Regions from separate parts of the Sus scrofa genome. Here all the other regions are linked to region 1. Evidence: chromatin contacts called from public HiChIP or PLAC-seq data. All regions are on one chromosome and are shown on one strand. Each heading gives the region's core, a stretch centred on a gene start, on an enhancer-like site or on the middle of the called end of the contact. The rest is flanking DNA. Distances are from core to core; before and after follow the strand shown.

Region 1 (2,791 bases), core at 93-2,592:
TGGCTGGCACGGGGCCCAAGAAAGGCCCAGAGAGCATGTGCTTGTCTGCGGCATCAGCAGGCCATATTTCATCTTTGCATAGACCACACTTGACCTTTCTTCTGCCTTTTCTACAAAGAGCTCCAGGGGCCTTTGTCCTCATCCCTTCTAAAGTCTCACAACATCCCTGTGAGGTAGGAAAAGATTCGGGACCGCCTAGATGCCCCCTTGGGAGAGGCCTGGGAAGCAGCCTCCCCCTCCCAAAGCCCATGGCAGCACACCTGGGAGAGCAGAGGGACCCAGCCTCCAGGGCCAGAGCACTCATCCTCCCCTCAGAAGCCTTCTGGGATGACAGTGGTCATGCACTGAATATTGCAGGCGATGGGGGAGCCATAGAAGCTTGGAGGACACAGCTCACCTAGGACCCCAAGCAGGCCTCTACAAGTCGCCTGGGTGAACACCGGGAATTTGCTGGTGCAAGGAAGGGAAGCAAGGCCAATCAGAAATAGAAACAAGCAAGTGGGTTTATCAAGGAGAAGAGGCCCATTGGGGGGATCCAGGGTTCATCTCCCTCCTGGAAATGCCCCATGTATCATCACCGCACATGAGCAGGGCAAGAGGCAGCAGCAAAGAGCTCTGCCCAGGCCACAGTGAAACAAAATCCATTATTTAAGGCTGTGGTATCTGATCCTTGGTAGGAGCAAAATGCTCTCCTAGGAGTTTCCAAGATCTACAGCCTCAGCCCAAGAAGAAAAATGAGAACCCAGGTCCTTTGCCAGATATAATACAAACCCAGACGGGGACTCTGAACCCAAATACAATAAAGGAACAGAAAGAACCTTTGGAGTCCGATGACTTGATATAATTGGCTGGAAGAGCAACCCTTCCGGATCCCCTCCATCTCAGAATGAAATTCAGGCTGTAGATGGGTCCTGAATGCTTCTTGCAGAGCCTGCGCCTCTTCCCCAACTGCGGTTGTGGCCACCTCGCCAGAAGCCGAAGATTGCACCATCCTGGCAAAATCCCCTTAAACTGAGGCTGCCGAGTTCCTCTTTACACACTCAGGTTCCGACACTGAATTTAGTGACCAGGAAGCTGAGGGGCGGGGTGGGGGGTGGGCAGAGAGCACCAAGCCTGGGGTGCTAATAAAGGCACAATTCGGAATCCAGATACAGAAGTTTCCCAGGTTCCAGGTTTGGGGGGTGCAGGTGAGAGGGATGTGGGGGCGGGGAAAGCAAAGTCAGAGAGCGTCTCAGGGAAATGAAAAGTGTCACCCCTCCACCGGTTCAGGTCTCTGAGTAAGCTGCCAGCTCAGAAGCCGTCTCAGAGATCAGGAAACGGGTCTCCAGAGAGGAAAAAGGATATGAATCAACCGAGTAGCTCCACCAGGCGGCTTTGGCCAGTTCCACCCTCCCCATGTTCCTCTGCCCTGAGGTGTGGCCTTTATGAAGGAGGAGAAAGGAGTTTTTCAGAGAGGAGGCTGGACAGAGGAGCCCCTGGGCCCTGCTGAGGCCAGGGGATTTAATAGGAAGCTACGGTCATACCTATTTATCCCAGATTTCAGAGAAAGAGAAAGAACCCTAACCTTTTCCCCAGCAAGAAGCTGTCCTCAGATTCACCGGGTATGAGTCACTGGAAGACCTCCAGCCCTCAAGTGCCTGTCCCTGAGGTCACATGAGATGCAGGAGCTCATGTCCTTATGGCCCCTGTTCATGGTCTTCCTAGGAGATTTCCACGCCGATTGTCATGAAACAGAGCTGATGCTTTCCAGCAAAACCCCTGTAAATCAATTTGCAAGGAATCCTGGGAAGGGATGAGTGACGTGTGAAAGGGAGAAAGACCCAGAAAGAGGGTTCTGGGACGGAGACGGAGAAACAGGCGGCGGTGCGATGCAGAGGCCCCGCTCCTCCCGAAAGACCCAGGCGCGTCCCCATCCAGCTCAGTCAGGAGAACAGCGCTTACCCGCCCCACCGACAACCCCTAAGGTGCTTAACACAGGGCTTTACGTGCAGTTGGCACTTGATAAATGTGCTGATAATTCTGAGAAGTCGCTTTTTTTTTTTTTTTTTAACAGATACCAACTTAAGAGGTGACGGAGTCACTTCAAGGGAACTGGTAACTGACGCCTCAGCCACAAAGCTCCTTTCCTGAAACCGTTAACACTCTCCAGGGTCTGGAATGTGAAAGGAACAGCCGATAACCCTGTGACATCGCCAAGGCTACGCATCCAGTCTGCACCCATGGCCACTTCCGAGCAAACATACTTCCCCTGAGAAGGCGAGAGATGTACGGAAAGGACATGTTGCAACACAGCAAGCTCCAGAACTCAGGCGTCCGGGTCCACCCAAGAACTCATCATTACTAGTAGAGCACCCGTTCTGTGCCTGGCCCGCTGCTAGGTGCTGCCTTGGTCACACAGTCACGGAAACATTCCAAGAACTGCATCACGAAGCCCTACACGCCAACAGCCAGGCCAGCACCCAGCTGCCTGGTCCTCCTTCCCCTTTCCTGGGCCGGAGTCGCCGCACAACTCCCAAGACACTGGAGCGGAGCGTGAGTAAGGGCAGGCTCTGCCCCTGGGTGCAGGCTCCGGGGCCCTGGCCAGCTATGGGAACCGTCTCCAGGCAGCACAGGCCGGTCACATGCTACATTTCATAGGCGACCTGGTCTCTGATGGAGTTCAACTGGTCCTTCTGGAGATCGCTTCTCATGTTCCTGGAGCCCTGCCCCAGAGTCCAGCCAGGCTCAGCACACACAGCAGGGGCCACCCGTGCTCACTTAAGTGTCTGCACCTGAAGCCCCCAAGACTGGC
Region 2 (2,791 bases), core at 183-2,682, 240 kb after region 1:
GTTTGGCACATATCATTCCAGAATTCTTTCTGTACATACCTATGTACCTATGTGTATATTTATTTTAAAAAACAGGAAAACTGTTTTTCTGCAGTATTTATTCTGTTGAATAACATATCTGAGGTTTGTGTCTATGTGTTAGTATATATAGACCTACCTCATAGTTTTTAGGAGTTTCCAAAAATGTTATATATCTCTAAATAATTCCTTAAGCCCCATTTCTACTGTTTACAGTTTTTCACTATTACAAACTGTCCAACTGTGAACATTCTTTTAAAAATATCGGAGGAGTTCCCGTCATGGCGCAGTGGTTAACGAACCCGACTAGGAACCATGAGGTTGCGGGTTCGGTCCCTGCCCTTGCTCAGTGGGTTAACGATCCGGCGTTGCCGTGAGCTGTGGTGTAGGTTGCAGACGCGGCTCGGATCCCGCGTTGCTGTGGCTGTGGTGTAAGCCAGTAGCTACAGCTCCGGTTCAACCCCTAGCCTGGGACCCTCCATATGCCGCAGGAGCGGCCCAAGAAATAGCAAAAAGACAAAAAAAATAAATAAATAAATAAATAAAAATATCTTTGTGAACATGTTCCAGTGTTTCTATGAGCTAGATAGTTACCTACGTATGGATTCTGAGTAAAAAATATCCTAATATATTCAATTTTGACACATATGGCCAGATACTGTCCTTCACAGAAGGCAGTACCGCTCTACTTTCCCTCCAAGAACCGTTGTTGAGTCCGGATCTTAGTTGCTGTCGGTGATCTCTACCTTGTCAGTCATGTGATCTAAAATGCAGTTCCTCCTCTCTGCCTTGCTTTGTATTTCTTTGCGAACTGGTGAGCTTGAATGTCTTTTCATTGGTTTATTAGTTATTTTGATTTCATGCCCTCTATCCATTCCTTATTTTTTATTTTTTTTGCTGATTTGTAGACACTCTTTATATGCTGTATTTGTTTTTTCCTGTTAATAGTGTTATATCAGCTATTATGTAAACAGCAACCATAAAATTGTTGTGGCACATAACAAGCAAGTTGGCTAGGCCAGCTCTGTGTCCCACTGCTTCACATGTCTTTGTACTGCAGCCCAGGCTGAGGGCACAGAAGCTGTAAAGGGGCAGCTGTCCTATGGCAGCGGCATGAGGTTTGTCTACACCAGCATCAGCAGCAAGATATCCGTGTATGTGCATCCTAAGTATTACAGTCCAGTGCACACAAATATCTGCTCATTTACCAAGGCATTTTTTGTTTTTTTTTGAGTTCCCCAGCTGGAGTTCTGAGTTGTTTTTGTTGTATAAATCATACTTGTAAGGTATTGTCTTTCCAAAACATTCAACTCGGTCTCCATGGAAAGAAAAACTTTTTTCCCTTTTGGTTTATGTAATATGTAGGTCAGTTACATAATTACATTAACAAATACAAATGACATAAACGCATTTGGGGATAAACACAGCTGATTCTTGGCAAGCATGTAACTCAACTAGTATGAACAGATATATGTGGTCACATTTAGTAGTATTTTGTTTTTTTTTTTTAATCTTGTAGAAGTCAGTGTGAACATTTGAATATTTTGCAGAGAAAACAGAATCTAAGATAAATATATCTTATTAAATGTAATATCTCTTTTTTTTTTGTCTTTTGTTTTTTGTCCTCTTAGGGCCACACCCACGGCATATGGAGGTTCCCAGGCTAGGGGTCTAATCAGAGCTTAGCTGCCAGCCTACACCACAGCCACAGCAATGCCAGATCTGAGCTGTATCTGTGACCTACTCCACAGCTCATGGCAATGCCGGATCCTTAACCCATTGAGTGAGGCCAGGGATCGAACCTGCAACTTCATGGTTCCTAGTCGGATTCATTTCCACTGTGCCACGACGGGAACTCCCTAAATGTAATCTCTTAAATGGAAATTGCTTAAGAGAATTTTACTGTAAAAACATATTTAAAAAGATTTACTAACATCTTTTGTCTCCAATATCATTCATCATCACTGTTCTTTTTTCTCTGCCTTAAAGTTCTCAAGATTTGATTTCTACTTTGTTTATTGTTTTTAGGGCTGCTCCTGCAGCATATGGAAATTCCCAGGCTAGAGGTTGAATCAGAGCTACAGCTGCTGGCCTACACCACAGCAACTCGGGATCTGAGCCACGCCCTCAACCTACACCAGAGCTAAGGGCAATGCTGGATCCTTAACCTACTTAGCAAAGCTAGGGACCAAACCTGCGTCCTCATGGATACTAGTGGAGTTTGTTACTGCTGAGCCACAATGGAAACTCCCTGATTTCTACCTATAAAAAAATTTTTTTTATGGGGAGATCAGTGGGTTAAGGATCTAGCCTTGCAGTGAGCTGTGGTATAGGCCACAGATGTGCCTTGGATCCTGAGTGTGGCTGTGGCTAAGCCAGCAGCTACAGCTCTGATTCTACCCCTAGCCTGGGACCCTCCATGTGCTGTGGGTGTGGCACTAAAAAGACATATATATATATATGGTTTTTTTTGGCCTATTTCTTATCTTAATAGAGCCAAACTTCATAATCATACTTTTATTATAGGAACCAGCTTATACATACAACTTGGTGCTTATTTATTCTAGCCTAAAAATAACCGAGGTTCAAGAATTTATGGAATATATGCTGATTCAGTGTTATTTTAAGTTAATTTGTTATATTGCAAAATTTCACAAACAAAAGCATTTTCCTTTCAAGGAAATAAACAGCAATACTTAATGTTTTAGAAGATCCTAGATTTTTAGAGTAGGGAGCAAATTAGAGATTATGTACAACACTGTCACTTTTCTGG
Region 3 (2,791 bases), core at 166-2,665, 180 kb after region 1:
CATATATGATCTGAAGGTATTTTTTTCCTAGTCCGTGGCCTATTTTCTAAGTAGTATTCTTTGAAAAATTGTAAATTTTGATGATATTCGTTTGTTTTCTTTCTCCCCCTTTCTTCCCCTTTCTTCCTTTCCTTTCTTCCTTCCTTCCTTCTCCTTTCTTTTCTCTTTCTCTTTCTTTCCTTTCCTTTCCTTTCTTTTCTATCTTTCTTTCTTTGTATTATGTCCAAGAAATCTTTTCTAACCTAACGCAGGGTCACAAAGATTTTCTCCATGTTTTCTTCTAAAATTTTATAATTTTCAGTTTTACATTTAGGTCTGTGATCCACTTGAGTTGGGCATTTGCATACAGTGTGAGGCAAAGGTTCATCTATTTATTTTGTATATGGATATCCAATTGTCCCAGGAGCATTTGTTGAAAAAACTCTTTTTTGCCGATTGAACTACTTTGATACATTTGTCACAGGTCAATTAACTATAAATGTTAGGGTTTTGTTTCTGGAAATTTTGTGGTGCTGGTTCTGCTGAATAAGATGGAGGAAGTTCAGGCTGTCTCTCCCACTGATCAACAAAAAATGCTGACGTGAATACATAAAGCAACCATCTGAGATCTCTAAAAAGTAATCACAGGAGGTTTAGGGAAGGAGGTCAAAACTGGACGTGTGATTGATAGCAGTGGGCTTCCTTTTCCCTCCCACCCACCGTCATTTATCTTCTGGCTTGGTCTATAGGGAATCCTCTATTCTTGTTCCCCACAGTGGGTCCAGGCAGAAAAAGCTCTAAGAGAATCCCCTTCTTCCTCTGTGTATGGCCAGAGAATTGCAAAGGGAGGGCCCCTGCATAAAGGAGACTGCAGAAAATCACCATCTTCTTTTGCTGTATTTTGGTTTTATTCTTCTGGTGGGAGAGCGGACGGGCCCTAGTCATGAGGCAGTCCTCCAGCTGTGGCGGTACTCGTGGCAGTGGCATTCTGAAGCCCTTTAAAACTCTGAAAGAGAACTTTCCTCTTTGACCAGAGAAACTGGAAAAAGGAGCCCCTGTACCAAAGAGTGTAGAGAGAATATTTATTGTTTTTTGCTTTCTTCTTTTTGCTGCCACTTCACTCCTGAGACAGATGTAATTGTAGGAAATATGCAACCTAATGGGGAACCAGAAAACCCATTGTAGGCAGAAGATTGAGAAAAGGGATGTGGGAAACAGACTGTGGGGAAGAACATAGAAGGGCAGGAGATGAAAGGGCAGGAGAGAAAGAAATGACCTAAATCTGTGTCTGAAGCCTGAAATTCACTCTGAGCATCTGGGGAACTTAGTTGAGGAAAAATAAAGGCTTTGAGAGCTGAACTATAGCATAAACCGCTGCCCTTGGGTAGCACATGTGGGGAGAGATGGAAGAGCCCTGAAAAGTCTTGCAAAACTGAAGATGATACTGAAATCACAGCCCACAGAGAGTGGGTTGGGATTTGTGGTTAGAACCTAACAGGGTTGATTGCCTACAACAACGACAAAAACAACAACAAATCAATTCTGCAGAGGACCAAGAGTCTTTCACATGACTAAGAGTGAAATAATACAAATCTCTAGGATGTAATTCAAAAGTAGTTAACAGGAGTTCCTATCGTGGTGCAGTGATTAACGAATCCGACTAGGAACCATGAGGTTGCGGGTTTGATCCCTGCCCTTGCTCAGTGGGTTGACCATCTGGCGTTGCCATGAGCTGTGGTGTAGGTCGCAGACGTGGCTCGGATCCTGCGTTGTTGTGGCTCTTGTGTAGGCTGGCAGCTACAGCTCCGATTAGACCCCTAGCCTGGGAACCTCCATATGCCACGGGAGCTGCCCAAGAAATGGCAAAAAGACAAAACAAACAAACAAACAAACAAAAACAAACCAAAAAACCCCCCAAAAGTAGTTAACATTGGAGTTCCTGCCATGGCTCAGCAGAAATGAATCTGACTTGTATCCATGAGTTTCAGGTTCAATCCTTGCCCTCGCTCAGTGGATTAAGGATCTGGCATTACCCTGAGCTGTGGTGTAAGTTACAGACACGGCTCAGATCTGGTGTTGCTGTGGCTGTGGCATAGGCCAGTGGCTGTTGTTCCATTTCAGCCCCCAGCCTGGGAATCTCCATGTGCCATGGGTACGGGCCTAATTAGACAAAAAAAAAAAAAAAAAGTATTTAACATACTGAGGACTAGGAAATCATAACCAAGTGTAGGAAAAACAGCAATCAACAGGCACCAACTCTATGATGACCTTGATGTTGAAATTACAATAAAAAGTTCTCATTGTAGCTATTATAATATGTAAACACTTTCACACCCACAACATGCAGAAATTCCCAGGCCAGGTATTGAACCTGCGCCACAACTATAATCAGAGGCAAAGTGGTGACAATGCCAGATCTTTAACCCACTGAACCATGAGGAAACTCCCCTGTAAATACTTTTGAAATGAATAGAAAGATTGAAGTTCTCAGCCAAGAAAAAGAAACCATAAAAAGGACCAAATTGAAATTTGGGAACAGAAAATTAAAATAACTGCAATATTAATATTAAATGTTAAAAAGGAAGTAAAAATTCATTAGATGATTTCAACAGCAGAGTGATAATTATCTTCACTTGGAAAGATGTGAAAAAAAGTGAAGTTGAAAGAAAAGTGAAGTTGAAGGAAGCATGATAGTAGTTGTACAATCTGAACAATAAGGAGAGAAAGACTAGAGGAAATGAACAGAGATTAAGGATCTGAAGGACAATAGCAAAGGTCTAACATTTGTGTCTTAAGTGTCCTAGAGGAGAAG
Region 4 (2,791 bases), core at 195-2,694, 150 kb after region 1:
TGAGGAATCTCCATACTGTTTTCCACAGTGGCTGCATCAATTTACATTCCCACCAAGAGTGTAATAGGGTTTCTTTTTCTCCACACCCTCTCCAGCACTTATTGTTTGTAGACTTTTTGATGATGGCCCTCCTGGGTGGTGTGATTTGCATTTCTCTAATAAATAGTTATGTTGAACTTCCTTTTATGTGTTTTTTGGCCATCTGTATGTCTTCTTTGGAGAATTGTCTGTTTGGATCTTCTGCCCATTTTTTTATTTTATTTTATTTTTTTTTTCGGTATTGAGCTGCTTTCTAATACCATACACAAAAATAAACTCAAAATGTATAAAAGACCTAGATATAAGACCAGATACTATAAAACTCTTAGAGGAAAACATAGGCCAAACACTCTTCAATGTAAATGACAGCAACATCTTAGATTCACTTCTTAATGACAATAAAAACAAAAATAAACAAATGGGACTGAATTAAACTCAAAAGTTTCTGCACAGCAAAGGAAACCCTAAATAAAACGAAAAGACAACCCACAGAATGGGAGAAAATATTTGCAAATGAATCGACTGACAAGGGATTAATCTCCAAAATTTATAAACACCTTCTACAGCTCCTTTGGTTTTATATAACAGAAACCAGCTTGGTTAGCTTAAGACAAAAATAGGAATTAAGGGAAGGACACTGAGATGGCTCATAGAATTGAAGGAAGTACTAAACAATCAAGTCTCAGGAAAGACCAGAAGCAGGGCAGCTGTGGGGAACTCAGCAGTAGTGTCTTTTAAAAAATATGATGCGCCCATTAAAGTGACCCAGCTCCAATACCTCCACCATGCCTTTACCCTGTTCTGATTGACCTACTTTGGGTGTAGTGTATCTGATCCCGGATCAAATGACCATAGAAGGTTGGGGGACAGGGAAGTGGGGTTGGGGCACACAGTCCAAATATGACCTTTGGAATATTCTTCATGAATTAAATAGCGTCCTGAATTTTGTCTGTGACATCTGCTGTGTCATACATATTCATGGGGCTTCTATGTGGTGCAGAGGGTCAAATCCCTATTTGATATATGATATGTGTCATTGTTATTGGTCATGTACCTAAGACAGTGACAAATCTGAATTTAGAAATCTTTCCTCCAATAGTAATTGAAAAAAAAAATAGTAATAGAAATCTTTCCTCCAGAGTAGATTATATTCTCTGTTATATTCTCTGATGTCCCATGGCACTTGGTTTGTGATTCTGTAGTAGCGTTATCTCTCCCTTTCTCCCCCGCCCCCACCCCTCACGTGCTCCTTTCTCTTTTACTTCTGCTTCTCTGTCATTAACTGGTAAGCTCTTCCAGAGCAGAGATTTTATTTTAGTCATATCTGTATTCTAATGAGCCATTTCTTGAGAAGATCTTGTGAAAGAGTGTTCAGGGAGAGTGAACTATAAGTAAATTAGACTCCTAGATGGAAGCAAGCTTGGCGAATTTGGTTTGTAGTCAAGAAGACTCTTACGGGTAGACAGCATGGTATAAAATGAGGTTGGAAAAACAGGCACAAAACAGTTCATATTTAGGACATTGTTGCCATGGTAAGGAGTTTAGATTTTATTTTACATTTAATAAAAAACTGTTGGAGACTTTTAAACAAGATTGATAGGGTATGCCTTTTCAAACAGTTAGTCTTGCTGATTTGGGAAGAAATAATTTTAGGGGCAATGGGCAGCAGTATTGGAAGCCCTGGGGCCAGTTCTCAGGCTGTTATAGAGGATTATAAGAGCTCCACAAAATTTAAATGTCGTGTATATAGGTAAATTTTGGTTAGCCTCTAAAATTTATATTAATTTGTTTTACTCTTTTACCAAAGCAAAATTTGTAATCAGTACACAGAATATGTCTCTCTTAGTGCCACCCGCCTTCTCTTCTATTAGCTGTTTTTAGCAAATATATGAAAAAACAATATTGTATTAAGATCTGCTATGAGGCATGCTCCAGTAAATTTTTACTTGTACTACTGAAAATATTATAATTATTTCTCTAGTAACAAGTTTTCCCTGAATTGCATCCTGATATACTTTTTTGCGTGGGAAACAAAAGGGTACATTACAGCTAGCGTGATGTTAATTATCTATAATCTTGGGAATACCCATGGGAGCATTAAGTCAAACATCTTACAGGTCACAATGCAAAAGAGGTTACCTTTTTCAGATGAAAGGTAACCTATTTTATTTTTATTAGAGTTTGTATATATGCAAGTGATTTGTTAAAAGTGCTATGCACCTATAGAGCATTTTATTACTTTGAAAAATAATTATGATTCAATTCTTTATTAGTAGGCTTTTGAAACTTAATTTTTATAGCTGTCTCTTCAGAAGTGGACCTTTGTGCTTATGTACATAAATGGATATTTTTAGATATATAATGGTATAACATTTTTTCTTAATTTTACTTCACTTTAATAAAATATTCTAAGGTATTTTATTTAACAGTTGATAATTACCCTTTCATTTAAAAATGACAGTTTAGGTGACCATAATTAAAACAATTGCATTATTGAACTTTTTAGCAAAAATTTAGTATACTATATTTTATGCCTTTTTTTTAAGAAGGAAACTTAGTCCTTGATAACAGTATGTAGATTTAGAAGTACCGTATTTTTTTTTTTGTTCATATAGGACACTGTTTATAGGTATAAACACGTGTGGATGAAAGGGACTTACTGATTGTACCATTATGAATATGATGTTTTTAAAATGACATATTTTCCATTTTTGGTGTTAAAAATTGCTAATAAAATACTCTATGAAATATA

The links. HiChIP or PLAC-seq counts read pairs in DNA pulled down with a chosen protein or histone mark.
Region 2: a contact with region 1 is called in an H3K27ac HiChIP or PLAC-seq map of alveolar macrophages. The contact joins two enhancer-like sites. A contact is called at or near these places in 1 of 5 promoter capture datasets (fetal liver), 1 of 47 Hi-C or Micro-C datasets (fibroblasts) and 2 of 2 datasets of contacts at active chromatin or transcription factors (alveolar macrophages and skeletal muscle).
Region 3: an H3K27ac HiChIP or PLAC-seq map of alveolar macrophages shows a contact between it and region 1. The contact joins two enhancer-like sites. A contact is called at or near these places in 1 of 47 Hi-C or Micro-C datasets (embryonic fibroblasts) and 2 of 2 datasets of contacts at active chromatin or transcription factors (alveolar macrophages and skeletal muscle).
Region 4: a contact with region 1 is called in an H3K27ac HiChIP or PLAC-seq map of alveolar macrophages. The contact joins two enhancer-like sites. A contact is called at or near these places in 1 of 5 promoter capture datasets (fetal liver) and 2 of 2 datasets of contacts at active chromatin or transcription factors (alveolar macrophages and skeletal muscle).

The regions. Positions count from the first base shown.
Region 1 is chr9:20,712,964-20,715,754 of Sscrofa11.1, forward strand. It overlaps FZD4 (frizzled-4), which reads right to left. Exons shown (of 3, transcript XM_005667210.3): 3 at 2,032-2,791. Among named protein-coding and RNA genes, the nearest start is that of FZD4, 7.1 kb to the right of the region's middle. Within about 2 kb of position 1,343, at least 28 of the 83 cell types and tissues checked have an H3K27ac peak or open chromatin away from gene starts, as enhancers often do. A contact at or near this core is called in alveolar macrophages, where this site is marked.
Region 2 is chr9:20,957,344-20,960,134 of Sscrofa11.1, forward strand. The region is part of intron 8 of TMEM135 (transmembrane protein 135); the gene reads left to right. Among named protein-coding and RNA genes, the nearest start is that of TMEM135, 220 kb to the left of the region's middle. Within about 2 kb of position 1,433, at least 4 of the 83 cell types and tissues checked have an H3K27ac peak or open chromatin away from gene starts, as enhancers often do. A contact at or near this core is called in alveolar macrophages, where this site is marked.
Region 3 is chr9:20,889,491-20,892,281 of Sscrofa11.1, forward strand. All of the region lies in intron 7 of TMEM135 (transmembrane protein 135), which reads left to right. Among named protein-coding and RNA genes, the nearest start is that of TMEM135, 150 kb to the left of the region's middle. Within about 2 kb of position 1,416, at least 3 of the 83 cell types and tissues checked have an H3K27ac peak or open chromatin away from gene starts, as enhancers often do. A contact at or near this core is called in alveolar macrophages, where this site is marked.
Region 4 is chr9:20,859,462-20,862,252 of Sscrofa11.1, forward strand. The region is part of intron 6 of TMEM135 (transmembrane protein 135); the gene reads left to right. Among named protein-coding and RNA genes, the nearest start is that of TMEM135, 120 kb to the left of the region's middle. Within about 2 kb of position 1,445, at least 4 of the 83 cell types and tissues checked have an H3K27ac peak or open chromatin away from gene starts, as enhancers often do. A contact at or near this core is called in alveolar macrophages, where this site is marked.